Regions from separate parts of the Sorghum bicolor genome. Here region 2 is linked to region 1. Evidence: chromatin contacts called from public HiCAR-type data. All regions are on one chromosome and are shown on one strand. Each heading gives the region's core, a stretch centred on a gene start, on an enhancer-like site or on the middle of the called end of the contact. The rest is flanking DNA. Distances are from core to core; before and after follow the strand shown. Region 1 holds the start of LOC8075383. Region 2 holds the start of LOC8075385 (probable transcription factor RL9).

Region 1 (6,577 bases), core at 2,718-5,217:
AGGATTTATTATAAGAAATGCGATGGTGTAATCGGATTTTAATTTAGATATTTAGTTTAGGAGTTATGACTTTTTAAAATTTGTTGATGAAAGTGGAGAATGCATGGATGAGGTGGGCTCTATAGAACAGACAGCATCTGCCAACCGTTAGCTATGCTACACTGATATTGGTCCTATAAGACAGACTTTATTCACATGCGTGCTACTCCGATTGGGCGGGAATTAATTGGGCGGGAAACCATCGGACGGCGAATTCTGTCCGCCCATTCGGACCCTAGCACCCCCGGATACACCCGTACCATATATACGTGCTAAAACGCTGTCAGACAGTACCCACCTGTGTTATGGAGAAAGTAAATTTTTACTCTAAGGGCACATGTACTGCTGCTGTGTGGAACACAAGATTCACACTTATATTCATACATAGCAGGAGAGAGAGCGCTCTCTGTCTTTGCATTCTTTATCTCCTACACACCGTACTACTTGCAAGTTGCAATTCACCACATGCGTGCGAGAATTCGATCCTTTTAGATTTTATGGTTTCATAAAGTTTATTAGTTAACTACTAAACTTTAGACTACTTTAGCATACTTATCTAGCCTAATAAATTAATGGTTTTCTTGTAAGATTGACTAAACTTTAGACAACGTTTTAGAGTGCCTGTTTGGATGAGCCTAAAAACTAAAGATTAGTGGCTGAGCTGACCTAGACAGGGCATTAGAGTATCTCCAAGAGTTTCTAAAACCCACTCGTTTTTGGCAAGATTGAAAAAACTAGTTTGCAAAAACTCCCTATCTTAACTCTCAATCTTTCCACGCTTAGAAAAATTAATCCAGTTGTAAAATACGCGTGTTGATCGTCAATCTGAAGGTGGAAGGATGTGTGTGGAAGAATATGAGTAAGATAGGGTTTCTAATGCAAATATACTAGAGAAAACAAGTATAAAAGCGGTTAGGGTGATTTGGAAAAAAGTTTAGGATTTTTAATACAAAATTATTTTTTTATATTTGAGGAGTAGGATTCAGAAACTATTAGAGAAGCTCAATAAATATACTTCTAATAACCTTTTTGTAGTCACTTCCAATTTTTGATGAGAACTATGGGACACGCTCTTAGCAAGTCTAGCATGAGCAAGGAATACGAAGCTGCAACTGGGCCGGAAAGTTTATTGGGACATGAGTTTTAAGCCCTGCCGATTTGCTACCTTTCTCAGATCACGGTACCACTTCAAGAAGGCCCAATAACATACAGACAGGCCTATTCTCCAACATCCATGCTCTTTTTTTTTCTTCTTCCAAATTTAGGCATTCAGACCGGCCCATTGTGACTGTATTTCCGAAGCAACGGCTAACATACATCTATACATTACTTTACTTTCATCTTCAATAAACCATATTTTATATATGTGTATACTTATTTATCAGTTTAAATATATTTATGTACTCATTTTATGATATTCCAAATCTCACTACGTGAATTTTTTCAAAAGAGCCCTATATTTTTAATATTATTATAATACCATTGCAGTGGTATATAAAATACAGATACTTTAAGAATATATGCATACTTGGCATACATACTAGTATACTACCCTAGATGGTCTAGTATGATCATATATACTGTCTACATAGACTTTGTTGGAGTATATAGACCATGAATGTAAAGATATAATATACATGGATGTAACTACTTTCTAGGAGTAGAAAATAATTTCTCTTTCTACCTATATAAAGATATATGTTCTCAACATAAACATTTTCTTTAATATTAATAAATTGGCACGAGAGTTTGGAAAAATCGACGTTTGTCTTGAGAATTTAATAGAACAATTTGATGTTATAAATGTTGGTGCATTTCATACAAACTTGATTAAAGCTGAAGAAAAATGATTTAGGACAAAACCAAGATGAACATTTTTTTTTAGAAAAATGAACCGTCTTTATTCTAGCCTTTGCATGAGTTGTGCACTCAGCCAATTAGAATTAAAAGTTTCAGGCTGAAAAACAAAAACTTTTTTTGACCGAAATGGCAAGGGAGTCCTATCTATTTTTTCTTTTCTATTGAGGAAAATAAGAGATTACAACTGTACAACTGTACAAAGACAACAAAAAGTACAAGGCACCTAGGCCCAAAGAGAAAAAACTGGAATATATACATCTAGCTGTAACTATATTTCCACAAAGAAAGGGAGACATTTTGCTGTTCTTGGCTTTGATGCACACCAAGCAAGTTCCTCTCTGAAGTGAGTCTTCCACGCATCATGGTTAAGTGGCCATTGTCGAAATAGTACTAGTCCTTGTGGTCTAGATGACCCAACAGATAGTGATAACAATTTCTCTGAAGAGTGAACCGTTGAAGCCTGTACTAGCTTCGATTATCATGCCCAGAGGCTGGCAGTTCAGGTTCCAGGAGATTGAAATGGTGTCCCAGCAAGACAAAACTAAAACTGCATTAAAAAAGTAGGTGGAAACTTGTTTCTTCACTTCCTGAGTTGCACAACACATAACCGTAATCATCTAGGACCATATTCTTTCTGCAGAGGATATTTTAGGTGTTGAGCCTATCTATGAGAAGGAGTCGCATAAAGAACTTAGGGAGTGTTTGGTTAGAGTTGTTAAAGTTTAACAGGTAAACTAAATCCATGGAAAGAGGGGTGAAGCTCCAGAATTGCAATGAGCGTTGAATATGTTTTCTTACTGTTGTACTTTCTTCATTTCAAATTATAAGTCGTTTAACTTTTTTGACCTCAAATTTAACCACTCGTCTTATTCAAAAAATTTGTGCAAACATAGTCAAATTTAAGTCATTCTTAAAGAATTTTAATTAATAAACCAAGCCACGACAAAAAAAAGTGATATTTTACACAAATTTTTGAATAAGACAAGTGATCAAATTTGGTGTCAAGAAAATCAAACATCTTATAATTTGAGATGGACTAAGTATTTATTAGATCCTTCGGAGTAGTTCCACAAATCGGGTGAGGCATCATTCCAAACTTTGTTGGATGATACCTCACCAAAGGATAGAAACAAGTAAACAACAACAAATGAGCACCAAAGGATAATATGGAATAACAACAATGGCATGTCCCATGAAAGTTACTATGAGAAGTAGCCTGTAGTGCAAAAGAAGGAAAAAATACAAACAAAAAATACCTTAAAAAACACGGAGGAGATGATTTAATCGTCTTGATTATTGATTGACAAATGGGCGAATTGGAAGGTGCCAGTAGCTGTCGCTTGAGTTGAGTTGAAAGCTACAACGTCGCGGCCACCAAATTTAAAGATGTGCCGACATTTGTGATTTGTCACTACACATTAATACTTTCGCGACACGTTGTTTCTGCCAAATAATTCAACCTGATCCAAATGCAACGGGACCATGCTCCTCCTCACATCAAATCTTTAGACATATATATGAAGTATTAAATATAAACAAAAATAAAAATTAATTATATAGTTTAGTGGGAATTTACGAGACGAATCTTTTAAGCCAAGTTAGTCCATATTTCGACAATAATTACCATAAATAAACGAAAATATTACAGTGTTACCAAATTTTTCCCTAAGACCTTGTTTAGTTCCAAAAACTACATAAAATTTTAAATATCCCACGTCACGTCAAATCTTGCGGCACGTGCATGAAACATTAGATATAGATAAAAACAAAAATTAATTACATAATTCAACTATAAATTACGAGATAAATCTTTTAAACTTAATTACTCATACTTGGACAATATTTATCGAATAAAAACAAAAATGCTACGTGACCCAAAAACAAAAGTTTTTGCTGAACAAGGCCTGAACTAAACACGGCCAGCAGAAACGGCGGCACTCGCTGGCTCGGTTGGGTGGGCCCACGGGAAACACCTGTCACCTCCGTGGCGACGGCCGCGCCACTCGAGCCGCCAACGTGTCCCCCGAACCCCTCTTGTTAAAATCCAGCACGTGCACGGCGCTCACCCTCATCCGTTCCCGTCCCCGTTCGCCCCTCGCCGACGCCAAGTTGCATTGACTCCCCTCCTCCCCGGTCCCCCACCGCCCCTCCGGCCATGGATGTGGACGGGCCCACCACCACCGCCACCGCCACCGCCACCGCCACCGCCAAGCCCGCCTCCAAAGGCGAGGCCCGCGAGGTAGACGTCGGCGAGGAGGAGGACACGCTCGCCGGCGTCCTCCGCAGCTTCGTCGACGGCGTCTGGCACCCCGACGAGCACGAGCCGCTGCTCCGGCGGCTCCGGGCGGCGTCCTGCGAGGCCGCGCCGCGGCTGAGGGGCGCGTCCCGGAACTCCGCGCGGGACCTGCTCGAGTGGACCAGGCGGGGCAGCGGCCTCCGCGCCATCCTCGTCATCTCGGTGGGCCCGCGCGCATCCTTGATCCCGTCACCCTAAGCATTGGGTTTCTCTTGCCCCTGTTTATTACTAAATCTGACTCGATGTTCTACACTTCATTCATTGTCTGCGCAACTTGCACAAGTCTTTGTTGGTGATTGCATAGCTGCACACTTGTTTTAGTCTGTGCTATCAGTCGACAGGATTACTGTGCCACAGTCCCCATTGCAATGTTGGTTTTAGATTGGTATACATTTTAGGTCTCCGGGGTCAAAATGATTACGAAATCTGTTGAGGGAAATGAAAATAGACTGAATTGTAATCCCTCTTGTCCGACTCCTGGGATATTGTAGGATTATATTAAGTTTGTCCTAAATCAAACTACCTTAAGTTTAACTAAATTTACATAAAAAAAAGGAGTATTAGCATCTACAATCCCAAATTGGTAAACTATAAAAATAGATTTCATAGGGTATCAGGATTTTTAATAGTGCTCATTCAATATCATAAGTATTATTGGTTGTTTCTAAAAAGAAACTTATCAAACTTAGGTTAGATTGACTTCAGACAACTCAAACTACACTGCATTTCAAGGTGGAGGGAGCATGTATAAGTGGAAACAAAAGCATGGTAGGTTTCTTTCACTAGCAATACAACATGGTAGGTTGCTTTTGCGTGCAGTTTTGATCCTAAATTCTTACATGATACCTTGTCTTTGGTATGGCATCCATTTTTAGGATTTCTCAGTAACTACTTTTCTGATCTGGCAGGTCGGAACAATCACTCTTATAGCATTGACTGGCCTTCTGATCTTCATGTTCTTCCTGTTGGTTGCCACTGCTAATGCGGTCATCGTCTCAGTCCTGATGTCACTGGCTGCTGCTGGAGGATTCTTGGCTATCTTCTTTGCTTGCTTAGTTGCAGTTTATATTGGAGCAGTATCAGCTGCTATCTTTGCCATTTCTGCGACTGTCATATCAGCAGTTGTTGGAGTTATGATTGCTACCGGTAAATTATCTCTATTCCCCTGTAAAAATTTGTACTTCCTCCGTCATGCAATACAGTGTCTTGTGGTTATTCTAAGACAAAATAAGAGAGAGCGCAATAGACGCATGTACCCCTCACTTAACTTCTAATCTATTGAAATCTGATCCTATTCCCATGATTAAAGGGTGCAATCTATGTTTCTTATAGAAAATATGGTAGGCATTGAATTACTTTCCTCTTCCGTAACTTTATTTAAGTAAATAGTATCTTCTTGTTCCTCGAATGTACTATATTTGGGGACACGTCTCAAATGCTAGAATGCACCCTATTCCAGGACGGAGGGAGTAGTGCTGTTGATATGTTAATATGCAAACAACCTTCAGGCATTATATAAACCTTAAAGACTTTACCTGAATCTCCAACCATTATATAAGATGTTCTTCGCTTCTGCGTTGAAGTTAATTTAGTCAACATTACTATGGTGGACCTGTAACAAATGTTTCTATTTTCAACTGAATCATCTCAATCTGTACACTTGCCCGCGTGCTCCCCTTAGCATCAGAATCAGAATAGAGTCGTGCACTAAATTGTTTTTCAACAATTAGGGAGAACCAAATGTTGTTTGCCCATTGTTATATGCTTAACAGTAAATTGTCAATAGTCACCAACTCTATTGTTTTAATCTTTTAAGAACACTGGAAGAAGTAAGAAATTATTGTGCTATATGGTTTCAGTAACAGTGAGTACTAGGTAATGTTGGTGAATCATTTATAAATCGTGCTTGTTTTCTTTGACATTGTGTGCACTACTAATTAGGAGAACCTTGTAGAGGCATCTATACATTGTAAATTTGGTGAATTATTAATACTGCTTCTGGTTTTCTCTTTGACATTCTGTTTTCTATAATTAGGAGAACCATGTAGTTATTACAATTCATTCAAGAAGCAAATCGTTAAATAAAACTTCAGAGTTGAAGAGATTCTCCTTTAGTGCTGGGTCAGTGTCTAAGATGTGGTTAAAAGTATGAACTTGCAAAACTAAAGATTTTCAAAGGCATTATCAGGAAAAGGTAGCAGAACTGAAATTTGGGAAAAACTATGAAATGAGTTTAAAACTTACAAATAAAATTTGTAGGTTAGGTGAGTTTCCAATTTTCATCTTGTCCATCCCAAGAAAAGAGTTTCATTTGTTATAAATCATTTCCTCCATAGGACTTTCTGAAAGGCTATATCAAATTGACAGTCTAGGATCTCCTGT
Region 2 (6,860 bases), core at 1,808-4,307, 210 kb before region 1:
CTCTAGCTTGGAGATGCTATTGATCTGATGCCATGCTGCTCATCAAGCCAAGGGCAGATCGATCGATATAGCGCTAGGCTCTATACTGCGCCGCGCGCATGTGTGTGTAGGGTCGTCTAACATCTTTTGAGCTTTAGTGATCTAGCTTGTCATCAGATTGGTGTGCATTATCTTTTTGCTTGCTGACAAATACTACTACTTTATAAAGTGCAAAAAACATAGTAAAGTTTGGTTACTTTTGCTCTTATTATTAGGCTACTATTTGCTACTCCTATATATCGTCCATCACGTCCCATGGCAAGCCACACACACACTTTCCATATCATATCATCGATCAGGACGACGAAAAAGACACATATATATACCTTGACGACGAAGCACTGCGTGGCCTGCCGCCGTCGGAATCGTCGGCTGAGGAGCATTCGACGTCGCCGCCGGCATGGCTTGCCGCGCCCTCCGAGGAGGCGGACCGGTGTCCCGTGAACGCCTGCGGGCTGACTTCCCGGCCTGCTGACGACGACGGAGCCCGCTGTGCACACGGGAGGTCATCGTCGCCGGAGCCGCCACCGCCGTCCCCAGGACCTAATATTTGTTAGTTAAGAAATTAGTCACACGGATTTGACTTGTTGGCAGGCAGTGAGTTTTAATTTGGAGAGGAAATGAAGAACACAGCATGACAAATATATATAATGAGACTTCGATATAATTGACGGAGCATTGTAATGTGCAATGGGGGATGGATGGACGGATGTAATTTAATTTGCTTAAATTACCTGATGAGGTTGCAGGCTTGTCAGTGCTCTTCACGGTCCTATACATCTGGAAAAGGAGCAGCAACAAAAGAATGACCAAGAAAGCAAAGCTGCAGACATGCACACTACTGTACGTAGCATTTGCTTGCATTGACAGGGTGGAGAGGGGGTGAAAAGGCGTAGAAAAGCACAGCGGATCATAAAGGGACGTCGTTGCTAAAGAAATCGCAGGAAAACAGAGCAGCCGGCCAGAAATGTCCAAAGGAAAAATTGCTAGCTATAGCTATGGGGTTTGGCTCTTCTCTCTCGCTCGTCCCCATGGTGCCTGCTGGCTGCTTGTCTGAGCGCTCACTTCAGTGCTTTGGGGATTGGGCGGCTTGCAGGAGCAGACACACGTTGCATTATTGTGCAATGATGGCACCTTTTCTTCCCCACACACAGACCCCGACACATCCCATCTCTCTCTAGGCTCGCTCTAGCTCCCCCCTCTCCTCTCTCTAGGGATGAATGGCAGCTAGCTAGTCTAGTCTGCACAATCACATCTGACGACTTTCTCTCTGATTCAGCTTCACTCGGAGTCTGTGCTCTGGCAGCAATGGCCGGCGCCTCATCAAGATTTGACCTCCTTGTACATGAGCCCCAACAAGAACAACAACAGATGCAACAAGAACACAGAATAATTGAAGAATCGCACGGTAGCTAGAGAAAGCAGAATTAAAGAACGAAGAGCTCCCAACAGAGCTCGGGCCGGAAGGAACTCAACCTGCAGATGGCTCTTCACATGCGCTAGCGTCAGATCCTTGACGTCCATCAGCTCCAGCACCGACTTGGGCGTCGCCCCTGTATGATGTGTGCCGAGAGAGGCCGGCCGGCCGGCCGGGGAGATGGAGCGAGATTAATCATCACATCATATCCCGCATGAAATGATCCAACCAGATCTCCATGAAATGCATGGTTTTTTTATTGGGTTCTGGAGCTGAGGATGAAATGGAGATGCAAAGCGGACGGAGGAATTAGCGACTCACGCTCGTGGCCGCCGAGGAGCTCGACGGCGTGGACGAAACGCGCGTGCAGGCTGCTCGTCCACCGCATCCGCGGCGCACGCATGCCGCGCCGAGAAACCGGGAGCCTCGGCATGTAGCGGGCCGCGGCCAGGCTGCCCAGGTGCTGGTGCTGGTGGTGCCCGCCGCCACCGTAGCCGCGGAGCGTGTCGGCGAGAACGCCCTGGAGGTGGAGCCGGCCGGTGCTCGACAGCATCCGGTGGTACGCGGACGGCGGCGAGAGGTACGACGACGCCGCCGCGGGGTCGGACGCCGAGGGCGCCACGGCGCCGGGGGACGTCGTCGTCGTCGTCGAGCGCAGCATGGACGAGGGCCACGACGAGGAGTGGTAGGGATTGTTGTATAGCCCGGCGGCCTTCGAGTGGTGGTGGCCCTGCTGGCGGTACTCGCCGCCGCCGCCGCCTAAAAAAGGATGGGCGGCGCCGGCCCGCGGGCTACTGTAGACGGGCACTCCGTTGATTGGCCTCGCCCGCGCCGCTTCCGCCTCCGCCGCGGCGTCGAACGAAAGCCTCGGCACAGTCACCGGCACGAACGTTGCTACCTCCGCGGTGGTGGAGGAGGAGTAATTATTCGTCGCTGGCGGCGGCCGGAACCGCCACGGGAGGACGTCACCAGCAGCCACCGCCTCCTGCTGCCGCGGCGGCGGCGAGAGCGACAGCTCGGTCGACGCCGTGGATCCGTTCAGACGCCGCCACGGGTCCCCTCCGGCGGCCGGCTGCTGCGCACCACGCCCTGCTCCTCCGGCGGCGCCCAGCCCCGGGGCGGGAGCCGACGGCGACGACGCGGTGGTGCTGCTCGGCAGGCTGATGTGCAGCGAAAGGTCCGGCGCCGACGCTGCCCGCGCCTCCATAGATCGATGCCGCGCGCGCGCCCTCTCCCTAGCTTGCTAGCAGCTGGCGGTTAGCGTAAGGGATCGGCCGGATGAAGAAAGGCAGTGAAGGTTATTCTTGGTGGCCGGGGGATGATGCTTATTTTGCTTGTGCTTTGTGTTTTTCTGGTGTGTATGTGTGTGTTGTGTGGTGCCGCTTTTTTGCGAGTTGCTATCGCAGTAGCTAGCTAGCTAGCTTAGAGCCGAGCCAGTGGTTTCTCTCTCTCTCTTGTTCGTCTCGTCCCCCCCTCTTTCTCTTGAGATGTCAAAGGAGATCGATGAGATATTAGGGCAGCCGAATTCAATTGGTTTCTTGTGTTGTCAACTTGTCTTGGTTAGGTTTACGGCATTAAAAGGCAAGAGACATATGAGAAAGAGACTGATCAGACGAGTATATAAATACAGAGTGGGGGGAGAGAGAGATTATGTGATATGGGAGAGAATATGAATATGTCTACCAGATGAGAGGCCAGGGGTCGCTTGTGCGCACGCACGAGAAGATGACAACCCTAGCGCGGGACCACGGGGAGTCAAGGGTGTATTTATGAGTAAATTCATCAAAACTACACGTTCTGTCAAAAAAAAAACTACTCCTACCCATCATCAAACTTACATACGTCACAGTATGCTTTCACTAACGCAAACTCTATTAAGCGACCTGTCGCACCGGGGGGTGACCACGCAACACACCGGCCCACGGGCACGTGCCTGACCAGGTTTGCCCACACCCGCGCCGGAGAGGAAGAAGAAGGAGCTCACGCTAGAGAGAAAGAAGAAGGAAGTCGCTAGCGTCGAAGATGAGGAACTTGTCGACATTCGAGTTCTAGTGAGGTTACAATTTTGTTTCTAGGCGGGATTAGAAGGGGATTTAGGGAGCGGCGACTGTGACATGACGGTGGAGGCAGGTGAGACCATGTCGGAGGTGTTGCCCACCGGGGCAGCGTGAGATGGCAGTTGGACAAGGCTGGCAATGGGGACTTCATGGCGGAGCTCGTCGTTGCCCTAGGATTAGGCTGGTGGCACTAGTACATGAGCACACTATACAGGCGGTTGGTAACATATTTCTACAGGTGTTTTTCAGCACCGTCTGCGCTGGGAGCTAGTAGAAATCGTCCATTTTCACAGGCGGCTGCTTGAGAGCCGCCAGCTTATTTACACAGGCGGTTCCCTAACAGAGCTGCCTGTGGTAACCTATTAAAATATATATTATTTATTTATTTATTATTTATTTATTTTTTTATTGTTATTATTTAAATATATTGATATTGGTTGGTCTTCAATCATAGCAACATGCAATTTAAACACTTCATCTCATACATACATTTGTATATGTCAAAGTTTGGTGCTCAAAGACATAAAGTTAATTACAAGAATATATCCATCATCACATATATATATATATATATATATACACACACACACATCAAAGTTTATTTGTCCTCTAATAACCCTCTTTAGTAAGTTTGAGCTTACTAATCTCTGTTAGCACTCGGAACTGTGGCCTGGATAATTGGCTTTCATTATCATGATATTTGCCTTCACGTGGAATGACATGCTTCATGATGAAAGAGCAGATGTCCTCAACTATATTATCTAAAGCACGTTCGTCCATGCGCCCCGCCGTCCCTTGCTTATATACCTGCAAAGAAAGTTTATAAACATTATATATTTTATGACTTCCAACTTTAATAGACTATTACTTATATTACCTTGTCAGGGTTCCTTGCACATCGTCCGTTCTCTCTCATGTTCTCGCACACGTAGTAGCCACAGAGGATAGATAAGGGTGGTTGCTTCATGCACTGTATAACAGGAGAGTGGTTATTTAAATATAGTTGCAACTGTGGTCCTATGTGTATAATTTGTATTCATAATAGTAAATTTTTATACGTACCAGCCAGTTATGTATAACCTCCAATGGTTGTCCTGGTCTCTTGGACTCGAACTTTCCATGATTTATCTTATAGAACCTGTATGCCCTATGATCTCAAATAGAATCATCATGTTATTGTCAAACTCTCACTATGCTTAAGTATGCATGCATAGCTTGACTTACAGCTCTAGCAGTTTGATGAATGGAGCATAGCTTTCTTTCGGGTAATCTGCGGAGTCTAGTACCAACACCTTTCCCTCCTTGGGATAAATGATGAAGCATATCCAGTGGTTCCTGCTCGAATTAAATCCATGATGCATTTATGCATTGGAATAGTTTAGATAGATATTTGTAAACTCACACTTACCCAAAGTGGTATGGGGCCACCACCGCTTTCCTGTCTTGAAACTTTATTAGTGAATGTCCAATGTAGAAGGCGTATTTGGCTTCAAAATCAAGTTTCAACTTTTGGAGTTTCTCATCCCGTTCTGCACCTTCCAAACCCTGTACCTCTGTGCTGTCATTTCCGATCCGGAATGTGTGCCGATTTTCGGCTATATCTATTGGGCAGAGATAGGCATTCCTCTCTTCGACACAATAATTAAAGTCTGAACCAAAATACAAATGTTGTTGATCATATAACATTTTGCAAGACAGAAGCATGTTAGATATTGAAAATTGATGCAACTACAATGTGTGTAACTATGTAACACTTACAATGCAAACGCCATTACGATCTGTACATCTAGCATCTCATGGTTCATCAGTGCCCACATGTCATCAAATGTAAGCATGCATTTGTTAGTACTCTGGTTGAGAAATGCTATTTGTGGTATGCGCATGCTTATGGTGTCGATGCCAGCAGAAGAGGCTCTCATGTACCAGTCACGAAACCTTTTTATACCACTTGGTTTCTTCATAAGTTTGGTTCGACTGAGTAGAGGCTTTCCCCACACGTACTTTTTGGGGATATGCTTGTAGTCTTTTGCAGTTGGCACCTTGAATTTGATAGGAGTTATGACCTTAGGCGCCGACATCTCTGACTTTGCTAGCTCAGAAATCTCATGCTCTTGTACTGTGCGTTTAGAAGCAATGCCTGACAAAAATCTCACTTGCCCAGCTGATTTTTTCTTTGGCTCGTATGGTGAAATCAACTTGGGTATTGGAAATACTTTCTTCTTGATTGGCACCTTTGGTGGCTCACTTCTTGGTTCTTGATCTTTGAGTTGTGGGGAAGGGGTGGAATTGAATGGTGGTGGAGATTGTGTTGACTGTGGGGTAGAAAGATCATGGAGAGGAGATGGTTGATGGACAGGGAAAACATGGAGAGGTGATTCTGGTGGGTCAGGAAGAGACTGGGGAGGTGAAGGCGGTGGGTTAGGAAGAGGATCGACATGAGCTGACGACTCCTGGGTGAGTGGCATCTGTTAAGAGGGTGGTGGTGGCTCCCTTAGTTGCACGTCCCTCTGAGGCCAAAGGATGAAATTGTTTATCGCCTGTCCTAGTTTCACAATGTCCTCGGGACCAGGGATGTCTAGAATCTCGTCCTCATATCCTTGGACCACGGTTGATACCTCAACTCTGCAGTAGTCTTTAGGAATGTCAGCACCATGGTATTTAGGTCCTCCTGGGATCGCTTTGCCCGTGGCTACTTCCCTTGTATGATGATTGTTAATCCCATATCTTATGACAAGGGAGCAAGGTGTAGAAGTAACAATGTCATCAACGGGATAGTGATCCTTGTTTGCTGTAGATGCGACACTGCTTGGAATGATTGTTTCACTCGGTGCCACCAACGGTTGTGACACCACTGGGACTAGCTGCATTTGGGGAGCTTGAGTGCTCATCTATTGATTTGACATGACACTCGCTAGTTTCTGCATCAACTTATGAGGAGGGTTTTCTAGCAACTTCTCCATCATCTCTTGGAAGTCTTTCTTAGCCTCTTCCTAAAAATAATTTGCCATTTGTTCCTTGTACCGATCATGTTTCTTATACTCATTTTTCCATTGAGGGCCGAATCCATCCTTCCATCCTTCTTTGGATGAAATGCCTCGAACACAGCTAGGATGCTCGGGGTTACCGAGGCCAACACACAGGATGTCTCTCTCCCTTCGTGGCGTGAACTTGCCTTCCTGCTACTTGCCTACCACTGCAAAGATGCTCTTCATTGCTTCATCAAACATTGGGTCTTCAAAGGACACACCCGTCTCGGTTTCCTTTGGTTTTCGAGCACGGATCCAATTTGTGGACCTTTCACCGACTTGCTCGGACAACACTGGCAACCCTACTGCCTTCTTCGCAGC

Evidence for each region. HiCAR-type assays count read pairs that join an accessible place to other places.
Region 2: a HiCAR-type map of leaf shows a contact between it and region 1, with 4 times the contacts expected there. The contact joins the promoter of LOC8075385 here to the promoter of LOC8075383 in region 1. A contact is called at or near these places in 2 of 4 Hi-C or Micro-C datasets (leaf and leaf mesophyll) and 1 of 1 datasets of contacts at active chromatin or transcription factors (leaf).

The regions. Positions count from the first base shown.
Region 1 is chr7:54,888,739-54,895,315 of Sorghum_bicolor_NCBIv3, reverse strand. It overlaps LOC8075383, which reads left to right and starts at 3,967. Exons shown (of 3, transcript XM_002445466.2): 1 at 3,967-4,357; 2 at 5,104-5,341. The coding sequence starts at 4,055.
Region 2 is chr7:55,099,415-55,106,274 of Sorghum_bicolor_NCBIv3, reverse strand. It overlaps LOC8075385 (probable transcription factor RL9), which reads right to left and starts at 3,057. Exons shown (of 6, transcript XM_021464371.1): 1 at 1,778-3,057; 2 at 1,516-1,592; 3 at 774-819; 4 at 366-582. The coding sequence starts at 2,663.